Regions from separate parts of the Mus musculus genome. Here all the other regions are linked to region 4. The links are chromatin contacts, called in public HiChIP or PLAC-seq and promoter capture Hi-C maps. All regions are on one chromosome and are shown on one strand. The core of a region is the stretch at or near the end of the contact, and the rest is flanking DNA. Distances in the headings are between cores, read along the strand shown. Region 1 holds the start of Ascl5 (achaete-scute family bHLH transcription factor 5). Region 2 holds the start of Pkp1 (plakophilin 1). Region 3 holds the start of Platr22 (pluripotency associated transcript 22). Region 4 holds the start of Camsap2 (calmodulin regulated spectrin-associated protein family, member 2).

The links. Promoter capture Hi-C pulls out the DNA fragments that hold promoters and counts their contacts. HiChIP or PLAC-seq counts read pairs in DNA pulled down with a chosen protein or histone mark.
Region 1: a promoter capture Hi-C map of embryonic stem cells shows a contact between it and region 4, with 4 times the contacts expected there. The contact joins the promoter of Ascl5 here to the promoter of Camsap2 in region 4. A contact is called at or near these places in 12 of 39 promoter capture datasets (the 3T3-L1 cell line, the HPC-7 cell line, HPC-7-derived erythroid cells and 7 more), 1 of 15 datasets of contacts at CTCF or cohesin (large pre-B cells), 9 of 484 Hi-C or Micro-C datasets (the G1E-ER4 cell line and embryonic stem cells), 14 of 115 datasets of contacts at active chromatin or transcription factors (the SCID.adh cell line, embryonic hindbrain, embryonic stem cells and 5 more) and 1 of 9 other capture datasets (embryonic stem cells).
Region 2: a promoter capture Hi-C map of fetal liver shows a contact between it and region 4, with 2.5 times the contacts expected there. The contact joins the promoter of Pkp1 here to the promoter of Camsap2 in region 4. A contact is called at or near these places in 2 of 39 promoter capture datasets (fetal liver and stem cell-derived epiblast-like cells).
Region 3: a contact with region 4 is called in a FOXA1 HiChIP or PLAC-seq map of pancreatic cancer cells. The contact joins the promoter of Platr22 here to the promoter of Camsap2 in region 4. A contact is called at or near these places in 1 of 39 promoter capture datasets (liver), 1 of 484 Hi-C or Micro-C datasets (LSK cells) and 3 of 115 datasets of contacts at active chromatin or transcription factors (extraembryonic endoderm stem cells, memory CD8 T cells and pancreatic cancer cells).

The regions. Positions count from the first base shown.
Region 1 is chr1:136,049,243-136,052,087 of GRCm38.p6, reverse strand. It overlaps Ascl5 (achaete-scute family bHLH transcription factor 5), which reads right to left and starts at 1,284. Exons shown (of 1, transcript NM_001270609.1): 1 at 718-1,284. The coding sequence starts at 1,284. The coding sequence ends at 718.
Region 2 is chr1:135,917,838-135,920,646 of GRCm38.p6, reverse strand. Pkp1 (plakophilin 1) reads left to right here and starts at 1,440. Exons shown (of 14, transcript NM_019645.3): 1 at 1,440-1,836. The coding sequence starts at 1,635.
Region 3 is chr1:136,694,855-136,697,703 of GRCm38.p6, reverse strand. It overlaps Platr22 (pluripotency associated transcript 22), which reads right to left and starts at 1,493. Exons shown (of 5, transcript NR_037986.1): 1 at 1,313-1,493. It also overlaps the pseudogene Gm24086.
Region 4 is chr1:136,344,784-136,347,599 of GRCm38.p6, reverse strand. It overlaps Camsap2 (calmodulin regulated spectrin-associated protein family, member 2), which reads left to right and starts at 1,496. Exons shown (of 18, transcript NM_001347109.1): 1 at 1,496-2,301. The coding sequence starts at 2,163.

The DNA of each region.
Region 1 (2,845 bases), core at 35-2,534, 300 kb after region 4:
TCAGGAATCACAAAATTCAACAATCCCTTTTTATTTAGTCCTTGATGTAAACACAATGTCAGTGGACCCTAGAAGCTTACAAGTCTTGGGGTGGGGGAGGCGTTAAGTCCAGAAGAGACTGAAGGGTGGGAGAGGGGAGGTGATCACTCGCTGTCAAGGAAGCCAATGGGCACCAGCGACCTCTCCCTCCCTCTCTCTCTCTCTCTCTCTCTCTCTCTCTCTCTCTCTCTCTCTCTCTCTCTCTCTCTCACACACACACACACACACACACACACACACACACACACACACACTTCCCCTAAGTCTGTCAGCTCCAGGGTGCTGAATGCAAGCAGCTGCCTGTCTTCACTTCCCTCGTCCCTCCCTCAGAATTCCTGCTCTTTAGAGGCCATCAAGCTCCTCGCTAGTATTTGAGGCCATCTTGTGGAAGGTTCAGGCATAACAGAAAGTGTGGCTGACTTCCAGGGGACTTGGTGTGGTGGACAGCAGAGCTTCGCTGAGGCTGGTCCAGGAGCTGTCCAGGGCTCTGCTCCTCACCGCAGACATCAGCTCCTGGGATCCGTATCTCGCCATCTCTACCCCAGGCCCTCACATCTGGCTCAAGTGGGTGGAGGTGGGATCACAGACCTCGAACACCACTGTTCTTTGTCCCGCACAGATGACCCAGAAGCCCCCAAAGCTGTTCCCTAGAGGGGCAAGTCCAGGCCTCTGGCCAGATCAAAGGCTGGGTTCCTCCGACTCCAAAAAAGGCGACGAGGAAAAGGGGGATCCACTGGACTCGGCCACCAAGGAAGAGGGCTGCGGCACGTTGCTGTGGCCCGTGTGGGCGGGCGGCGGGGAGGTGGCGGGAGGTGGCGCGCCGTCGGGGGTGGCGCTCAACAGCTCCTGCAGGTACTTGATGTAGCGGATGGCGGCGCGCAGTGTCTCCACCTTGCTGAGCCGCTTCTCAGTCAGGGCGCCGGGGAGGTGGCCGCGGAGGCGCGCGTAGCCCTCATTCACGCACTTGACGCGCTGCCGCTCTCGCTCGTTGCGCTTCTGGATGAAGGCAGGCTCGAACGGGTAGTCGTAAACCCCGAAGGCGCCGGGAAAGGGCACGTAGGGGAACACCCCAGTGTAGGCGTCGTAGTAAGGCGGCTCGGAGTGGCCGGGGTACAATAGAAAGGGTACGTTGCTCAAGGGTTCGGTGGCTGCCAGCGGCGTCTGTCCAGCAGGGGCCACGACACCTAGCTGCATGCCCCCCGGGGGCCCACGGTCCACCAGAGCTCGGCAGAAGTTACTGTTCATTGTGCCTCGTGGAGCTGGACCCAGAGTGAGGCCCTCTGAAAGGCCTCTGCACGGGCTCTGTGTGGTCCTGACAAAGGGGACAAGTCACATTGCTAGCACTCTGGGGTGCTGCGAGTTGCTAAGGCTTCATTTTGCCTTTTTGGGTTGGCTTGGACTCCTTAATGTGAGTCATAGCTCTGGACAAGTGCAGCAGCTAGCAGAGGCACAGCAGGTATCTGCTGTGGTCGCGCCTGCGGTGACATGTGTTGAGCAATCTGAGCACTTTCTCCCTCTTCCCTGCCTGGTCCTCCTGGACTGAGAGTCTTGCCTCTTCCTGCAGTCCAAGGCCGCCAGCACTGCCCCTGGCTCTAGCTGCGAGCCTCCATGACCAGATTCCCCCAGCGCCCAATTCTTGTTCCTCACTGGATCTTTTTGCAGGATCCCGGATCTGCGGGGGATGTGGGCAGAGGCGGAGAGCCCGTCAGCTCAGCAGAAGAGTTCCCAGAACTTTGCTAAAAGTAGAGAAAAGTGAACATATCACTAAGGAAAGGCCTTTGTGGTACTCCTATCTCCAGAAACAATCAAGAGGAAAGAGGGCGGGGATTTGGAGAACTGTTGGTCTGAGCTCAAATCTAGGGTTCACTCCTCAATAGTCAAGTGACATACATCTTAGAGTCAGAATTCCATATTTGGAGAGACAGAAAACATCCTTTATAGTTCCTAAGATGAGAACCAAAAGAGTACAAACACATTCCAAAGCACCCGGTACTTGGCCTGGCAGATAACGGCAGCCATTAATATCATTTCCTCTGAGAATTCAGATCATCTCCTCAAGGCTACCTTCCAGGGCCTGACAACTAAAACTTGAGACAGTCTACTGGGACAGGGGGTTTAGAGAGATGGCTTTGTGATTAAAAGCAGGTACTGCTTTTTACAGAGGACTGGGTTTCCAGCAGCCAGGAGCTCACAACTGCCTGTAACACTCACTATAGAGGATCAGAGTCCCTTTGCTTCCAAGAGCACTGTGTCCACCTGCACATATCCATACAGAGACACATTTAACTGTAATACCATTGTTTAACGGAGCTAATCGAACTAGCAGGAGGAGTTGGAGCAACTATCTCAAGTTAGCCCAAGCCCCTCTCTGGTGAATGAAAGATAACCCTGATTACAAAGCCCTGGGGGTTAGCTATTTCAAAGCTTCCTGCCCCGCAGACTGTTGTCACCTTCCCCTTCCCTGTCCCAGGTCACATGGGTCCAGGAGGACATATGGGTCTCAAACCCTCTTGGCTTTCTCCTCTATGGCACCTTACAAGGTGTCTTCTTTTTTTCTTTTCTTTTCTTTTCTTTTTTCTATCTTTTTCTTTCCCCTTTGGCTTTTGGAGACAGGATTTCTCTGTGTAACCTTCACTGTCCTGGAACTCACTCTGTACCTGGCCAAGCTGAGCCATGTCCCTAGTATGTAATAGATGCTTCATAAATCCTGTCTGAATAACCAAGAAAGAGGATTAGGCCAAAAACTGGGTTTGCCAGGGTGGGGCATAATTACACGTAGCCATTCCCTGGTTTTAGAAAACTGTTA
Region 2 (2,809 bases), core at 191-2,690, 430 kb after region 4:
GCAGTCTGTGGCTGGATGCAGACTCTCAAACGTGGAGTGGTGATAATGGATTGAAGGTGTCTCACTTTAGTCACCAACAATGGCATGTTTGGGCTCACATCTGTCTCGTTTGTTTGTTTGTTTGTTTGTTTGTTTGTTTGTTTTAAGAACACAACCCTCAAGTATAGCACTGTTTCTAGAGGAAGCTAAGGTCTGCTTTATAGCAATCTGCTGTGCAGGTGGTTCCTGTGACTGACGTCTGGAGAACAGCCGAGCTGCCTGTATGTGGTACCCACCTCTCTGGAAGAGAGGTGACAACCATCACGGGGTTGCAGTCAGTCTCCTTGGTGCATAAGTAGCAACCAGTCTTACTTTGTGATTTCTATGCAGATTAAAGGAGCAAGCAGAAGAGGACTCCTGTGGGCAACAAGGTACAGCTACACCTGAAGGCAAAACCAACGGCATTCAGTCACTGAGACCCTCAACCTAAGCTGACAAGATGTCACGGCTGCGCACATCAGTGATGGACACCCAGAACCAGAAACCCGAGGCATCAAGAAATGCATAAGATATTTCCAGTATAGCTTCAGTGGGTAAAGCAGGGTGTGATGCCTTTAAGAAAGATTGCCATCAAAGTGCTTTTAAGACTCAGCTGCTGTCACACACCAAATGCACTGCTGTGTCACCCTCCATCGCTCAGGAGGGTGCCACATGCTTGAAACATCCCCACACACATCCCAAGGTTGTGTGCACATAGAAGAGAACACACACAGTCCTTGGCACATAGTAGGGAGTTTTTCCAGTAAGGGTCTGAGTAGGTTTCAAGTTAGTGTTTATCTCAACTTCTCATTGGACGCCAGGCATTGGTGTGGGGGTAGTACATGCCTTTTCAGAGAAGGTCCATTATTGACAGGATTTCTGTGTTGGGTGTATCCACAAGTGAGTGTTACTTTGTGGGTTGTTTTGTTTTTTAAGTCTTGCCTTGCCCCTGCCCCTGACTTCACTCCCTTCAAGCTAAAGGCACTCTCTTTGGCCAGTGGCAAAAGATCCCTCATCCATCAGCCTGAGAGCTCCCAAGGAACAGGGCTGGTCTCTGACATGATCTCAATGCTTGAGGGTCGCTTTGCTTTAGGGGGCGAGGGGAGGCGGAGAGGGGGAACTGAGCTAGAAGAGCTCCCTTTTCCTCGACAGAGGTCCCCCGTTGGTCCTTAGCTGAGCACGCACTTTCTCCTGGAGGCAGCAGAAGCAGGACCCAGGGGCGTCTCCCCTGGACGTCACCTGGAGAGGAAGGACGAGCCTGGGAGCATTGCACACCGGGCACTCCCCGCCGCCCAGCACACACACCCCAGCTCCCTCCTGGCAGCCACAGTGCCCTGCAGCTCGCGTCTGAGCGGCGGCCTGCGGAGTGGGTGGCGCAGGGCAGGGGTGGTATATCCTGTCTGACGGAGGGCGGGTCCGGCCAGTGCCTACTGAGGGACGAGCCGGGGCGGAGGCGCCAGGAGCAGCAGCCGGGAGCCCTCACGCGGACCAGCGCTCTATGGCCAAAGGGAGCCGCTGAGAGGAGAACAGGCGCTCGCTCGCACCCCGGCTCGCACTCTCGCTCCCCTGGCCCGCACTCGCACCCTCGGCTCCCCTGGCCCGCGCCTCCCGCCACCATGAACCACTCTCCGCTCAAGACCGCGCTGGCGTACGAATGCTTCCAGGACCAGGACAACTCCACGCTGGCTTTGCCCTCTGACCAAAAGATGAAGACCGGCACGTCGGGCAGGCAGCGCGTGCAGGAGCAAGTGATGATGACCGTCAAACGGCAGAAGTCCAAGTCTTCCCAGTCGTCCACCTTGAGTCACTCCAACCGAGGTAAAGGCGCGCGGGCTGCGCGCGGAGCCCTTGGGACGGTGCGTCCCTCCCGATGCGCTTCCGTCGCCCCGTTGGGGACTGAATGTCAGCCCGCTTTGACGGAGTCTGTGAAGAGTGCCCACATCTCAGCAGTCAGGCCATTGCCACAGGGTGGACCCGGCCGCCCCCAGCTAGCCTGCTGCTGGGGATTGATGGCACGCTGTGGGTCAGGATGGGTAGCTCACTGGGGGACACAGCTGGGATTAACTCCTGAATCCAGATGGCTCTCTTTTCCCAGTCCTGCTTCAGGGGCACCAGCCTCCGATTATCTTCAAGTGTCTGTCCTAAAGTTTCAGACCCGGGTGCTCTCGCCTACCTCTCCCCACATCCTCTCATTCATGTTCCTCAGGCTTTGCAATCGTCAAAACCGGCTTGCGCCCAATAGGAGAGAGACAATAACCCTAGTGAAGGTGGTGTTTGAAGGAGGAAAGGGAGCGACTCAATTACTGTGATGGAGTTTGGTTCAGGAGAGGCATTATGGAATTGGGGGGGGGGTCAGGGAGCGCCCCCTACACACACACACACACACACACACACACACACACACACACACACACACACACACGTCCCTGGGATCCCTTGATATTTTACATAGAGTCTCTAACCAAACCAAAGATGCAAATCTGACTAGAAGACTATCATGGGGCCAGTTCTCTGTTAACAAGGAAGGAGGTGTGAGTGCTCACTCTCTTTCTCTAATCCTTAATACAGAGCCCCCTTCCCCTGACCCACCTTAAGTAGAAAATAGTGTCAAACCGGAACCAAAATGGATTGGGGGGGCACCACTCCCAGTCTCAACTGAGCCCTCTTCACAGTGAGTTTGGGCTTCCAGTCCTGTCCTCCCCGATGGCCCTGATGTGTGAGTGACAAGCCTCAGTTTGGGGGAGGCCAGGAGAAAGGGACCAGGTCCCTGAAGCTGAAGGTGGAAAGTGCA
Region 3 (2,849 bases), core at 244-2,743, 350 kb before region 4:
AAGAAAAGTCCCTAAGATAGTTTCCAAAACCTTGGGAAGCACTGGGGAGGAAGGCTGGACTTTCTTCCCTTCCCAGCACCTCCCCCGCCCGCCCTCCCCCCCCCCCCCCCGCACACCACCCCCACATCCTGCACTCTGCCAAGCCCCCCACCCCACCCCCCACCCCCCCGCCGGCACACCCCAAGCAGGCTTACCACCCTCCACCTTGCTTTTCTTTTCTTTTCTTTTTTTTTAATTTATGAAACGCTTCACAAATTTACATGCCATCCTTGCAGCAGGGGCCAGGATGTATCATTCCAATTTTAGTATATGTGCTGCCGAAGTGAGCACTCTTTTCTTTTTTTTAATTAAAATTTTCTTTTTGAGAATGTCATACATAAATAGTTTCCTCCCTAATTGGGAGTCCCAGTGCTATTATTAGTTTTGGGTTGGTTTTTTGTTTGTTTGTTTGTTTGTTTAGTTTTTCGAGACAGGGTTTCTCTGTATAGCCCTGGCTGACCTGGAACTCACTTTGTAGACCAGGCTGGCCTCGAACTCAGAAATCCGCCTGCCTCTGCCTCCCGAGTGCTGGGATTAAAGGTGTGCGCCAGGTTGTTTTATTTTTTTAAGTTTTTTGCTCTTTTTGTACTGGGACACAGAGCTACACATCAGCCTCAAAAGGCTAGTTTTTCATATCTAATGCATCACAGAACTCTCTAGAATCTCCCTATTTATACTGCAGTGTCACCTACACACACACATACAGTGAAGTCATACATCTTTACGTGCACAGCACCAAGAAACTAGAAACATCTAACATCCTATCTGTGAGAAATATGGAGAATTCTTACACCACAAATTCAAAAAAGGCAAAGAAAACACAAAACACATATAATTTGGGGTTTCCCATACGTTCCTGGATCAAAAACAACATCTAAGGTTGCTATTTTAAAGCCAAATTAAAGTGTTGATGTATATGTGTGTGTGTGTGTGTGTGTGTTTATGACAGGAAACGTCCCTAACAATAACACTTTATTTCCTGCAAACTACAAATAAATTCCATGCATTCCCATGCTTACTTTGCTCTGGAGCCCAGGGCCACTGACTCAGAGTCCGAGACCTCCTGTGTCATTGAGAAGAAAGTTTCTGTTAGGGCCCTAAGGTCTTTCTCAATGTTTTGAACCACTTAACAAAGAATTTGACAAACTGAGATACGTGAAACCTTAGTCACCAAGGACGGCTTCTACGACCTCAGTCTACAGGTATTTTTACCGAGCCATCCCTGAGTCACCAGGCTCTGTAAAAAACTCCAGTATGATCTTGTTTCACTAACCTTCACATCTTTTCCTAACGGAGCTTGCCGCCGGTGGTCACGTGGTACTGATCCTCTTCCTTTTCGGGGCGCAAGCAGCAGAGATTCAAGGCAGTCCGGTAGCCCGATCCGCACCCACACAAAAGTGTTTGGTAATCGCTAACTAAACAAAGAGGAAACGGCCAGGCCTGAAGCCACATTCCCAAACTGATTCCTCGGAACATTCCTCCTTAGAGGTGCCTGCTGACCCAGGGCGGTGGCTAACCCCCTGCTGTGCACAGGAATCCACCAGGCCCACATCTTACAAGCCTCTCACTCAGCGGTCCCCAAACTTACTGGACACTCCCTTTTCTCTAGCATCGTCATTAACATTCCACCTGTACCTTAGGCCTTGCCTGTCTGGTCAGTTCTGCTGAATTCACAGCCCCAGGTATTGTGGGTAATTATCCCTTGCTTACTCCAGGAGTAGTCAGAAGTCAGGATGTCCGTTTGTTTTTGATGGAGGGGACTGGGCCTCAGGCATGCCTGGCTTTCCTCTACCACCGAACTTCCTACCTGTTAGAATTTATGTCCTTTGGTGGGAAATGCTCAAATCCAAAATCCATTGGTCTGTCACTACCAGTTTTCCAGGGGAGACAGGGTGAGGTAGCCTCGCTTCCTACTCACCTCTTTCCTGGCATTACAGAATATGCCAATTCCTTGGCCTGGCACTTGACCTACATGACTGAGAGCTTACAAACAGGAGTTGCAGTCTGAATTCAGAGTCCAGTCTCCTCTGTTTAATAGACCTTGGGCAAATTGTTTCACCTCTCTGAGCTTCAAGGTTTCTATCTGTGAAACAGAATAAAAGGTACCTGGCTTTTGAAAGAAAGGTTTTTTTCTAGAGCAGATTAAATTGGCTACGTAGCCGGGCAGTGGTGCCACATGCCTTTAATCCCAGCACTTGGGAGGCAGAGGCAGGCTGATTGCAGAGTTCAAGGCCAGCCTGGTCTACAGAGTTCCAGGACAGCCAGGGCTATACAAACCCTGTCTCAAAAAAAAAAAAAAAAAAAAAAAAAAAAAAAAAAAAAGTGGCTATGTAAAGCCTGAAGTATGCTGGCTCTGGGGCACACGCCCTAAGTGCCAAGAGCTGGTTTTCCGGTGCCCTTGGCCCATCTTTAGTTAATACAGCTTTAACACCTGGGACAGAAGACAGAGGAAATGGAAAGTTGGGCTGGAAGGGGAAGAGGGCGCCTGCGGAAGCATTTTACAATGTGAAGTGAGGTCAGAGGCACAGACACAAAGATCAAAGCCTCGCAAAGTAGGAGGTGGGTGTGTCCCAGTCTGAGGAGCCAGGTCCTACCTCCAAAACCTCCCCGCTGCACTAAGCACCCAAGGATGGGACCTCTTCCCTTTCTCCCCTCACAGTCACCAAAGGCCATCGCAACCAAAGGATGAGAGCTGAGGGCAGGCACCGAATGCACTTCCCTAACCACAGAGACAGAGTTAAACATTGTTTTAAAAGGGGTGTGCTCAGCAAGTATTTGTCGAATAAATAAAAGCTTTGCGTGAAGGAGAG
Region 4 (2,816 bases), core at 247-2,746:
ATATGGAAACTAGTTACCATTTGAATGTGCTTTGACAAACCAGTTAATACATTAATTTTTCAAAGGGGCTTGCCCATGAGAAAAACCCTATTAATATTAATTGAATTACTAAAAAAATATGCCAATCACCCAATGGCATATTATTTCTAGTGCCTTTTTTCCTGCTTGGCATTGTTAGTGGGGCTTATCTGTAATGCCTTATTGGGTTCAAGGAGGAGTGTTTCTGGGGATTAAACAGAAATCAAAAGGGAGGGGCTTGCTCCTGGAGCTGCCCTTTTCGATAGTAGGGATCAAAACGCCTCCCCTCATGTTTCATATGTCTCCCATCTTAACGGCTGATGATAATAGGGAGGCCCTAGTCGTACAAAGTAAGATAGTTCTGGGTTCAGACTGTGACTATGCCTTTACTATATCTGCAATTTAAGAGGCTTTTCTGACTCTTAGCTCTCTCATCTGTAAAATGAAAACCACCCAGGATTACATAAATTAAAATCAGATGTGTTAAAACAAGAAGTGGGGAATTAGAAAGTTAACCAAACTCGGTGTTAACTACAGTAACATTCTCCCTTTGACCCTAGACATTGATAGAGCAACTACTGTGAGGTTTAGCATCATATAGGTGTCAGAGACAAGGCAAGTCAGCTTGAAAGCTAAAGACAGTTGGTGGTTGGAATGCAGTGTGACAAGTTATGACATAAAGGACATACATTGCTCTGGAATCAGTTCTGCACGGGAAGTTGGCAGTATCAGGGAAGGCTTTCTGGAGGGAGTGACTACTGTGGACAGAGACCACAGAGACAGGCAGCGCACAGCTCTGAGAAAGCATACCCATGTGGGGGAACGGAGAGAGTTCTGGCAAGACGAACTGCGACAAATCATAATTGTGGATGTTCTTTGTGGAAGGGTTTATGTTTCTTTCTACGAGGAAACAGAAGGTACCAAAAAACCGGATCCTTCACTTAGAAAACTTAAGTGGGGAGTATCAAGTTAAAACGTCATGACGTGAAATGTATACAGCTTTGGAGAGTTTAAACCTGACCTTCAACCCTGGTTAAACCCCATGGGTGACTTAAGTTACTGCATCCCTCCATAATTTCGTGGTCAACCAGCTGTATCACCTCTCTCAGGGTTACTGCAAGGATTAAATGGGTGTGCAAGGCAAATTCTCAGCAATACGCGTGTGACATAAGCAGCATTTGAAACAAATATCAATTCTCTTGGCTGAACCACGTGTAGCGGGAGGAGAAAAGCCTCTCCTCTCCCTTTCTTTCCTTCCCTCGTCCAGCAGTGTCGGCGGCAGCAGCCCAAAGCTGCGGATGTACAGAACGTCCAATCCAGCGGGCACTGTGCTGATTAATGGATAGGGGCGCGGAGCCCATCGCGGGCGGCAGCGAGGCTGGGCATGCTCAGTGCGCATGGCGGCGCAAGACAGCGGCGGGGGCGGGGCCGGGCGCGCCAGGCGCATGCTCAGTGTTCCCATCTGCTCTTTCCATCCAGTGCCGCAGCCGGAAAACCGCAGCGACGGCGGCGGCGGCGGCTGAAGGGGAGCGAGGCGTCCGGCCACGGGAGGGGTAGCGGAAAATACGAGGACAAGCCCGATAAGGCAGGAGCCGAGGGCCCGTGATTTGATTTGCGGCCTCCCCCAGGCCGCTGCCTTGGCCCTGAGCTGCGCCGAGGAGGCGGGCGGCGGCGATCGGAGCGCCGGAGAAGCGCCGGGCCGCGGGCGGCTCGCGCGCTGCAGCGATTCTGACGTTTTCCGCGGCGGGTCCCGCGGCCCGAGGGGCGGCCGTGAGTGAGGCGGGGCGTGCGCGCTCCGCCATGGCGGGGACACTGTCCGCGACGTGATCGTCCAGGCTGCCCCCGCCCGAGCATTCCGGGCCCTCTCAGCCGCCACCCTCCTGCGAGCCCGTGTGACTAAACGGAGACAAAGGGGAGGCGGAGGGGCAGACCCGGGCCGGAGCGAGCGCGGCCGGGTGCCGCCTCACGTCTATGCCCGGGGCCGCGGCGGCTCCCGCGGGCGGCGGACTCGCGACGAGCACAGCTGAGCTTTTCCGTGCCCGGCGCCCGGGAGGGCCGCGACCGGCGCGGACGATCTGAACTCCTCTCTCCGCCACACCATGTGAAGGCCGTCGTCCCTCCATCCCAACCAGCCGCCGTGAAAGATGGGGGATGCTGCAGACCCGCGGGAGATGAGAAGGACGTTCATTGTTCCAGCCATCAAACCCTTTGACCACTATGACTTCTCCAGGGCCAAAATCGCCTGCAATCTGGCCTGGCTGGTGGCCAAAGCCTTTGGGACAGGTAAGTGGTGTCGTCCCTTTCCTCTTCCTCCCGATGCTGTCCACATCCCAGTTTTTGTTCCTGATTCCAGCCCCCTCCCCCATGTGTATCTTCCGGTACAGGTTTAGGGAGATGACGGGAGACGAGCTCTAGGAGAAAGAAAGAAGGCAGGTTTGGTCTTAAATGAGGTGCCCTTGACTGACGCGGGAGGGGTTGACCGGGTTCCTTTTATTGAATAGCGTGTGTCTAAATTCCGCGAGCAAATTATCGTGTTTTCCCAAAATGGCTCTAATGTGTGGTGTTTTCCTTATTATCTTGCATACGTTTCCCTTTCGGTCATAATTGTGGTTACCATACCAAGAAATCTGAGCTTATTACTGGAAGAAGGTGGGGTACTATATTGATCTTGACATTTGTAATGGTGGTTGCTAGTCAGGCTATGTAGGATGAAAGGTGGTCAGTGTTGAAGTGCAGTATCTTTTGTAGGCGTTCCTTACTCCTCTCACAGCCTTTCATACACATTCCAAATTCTCGTT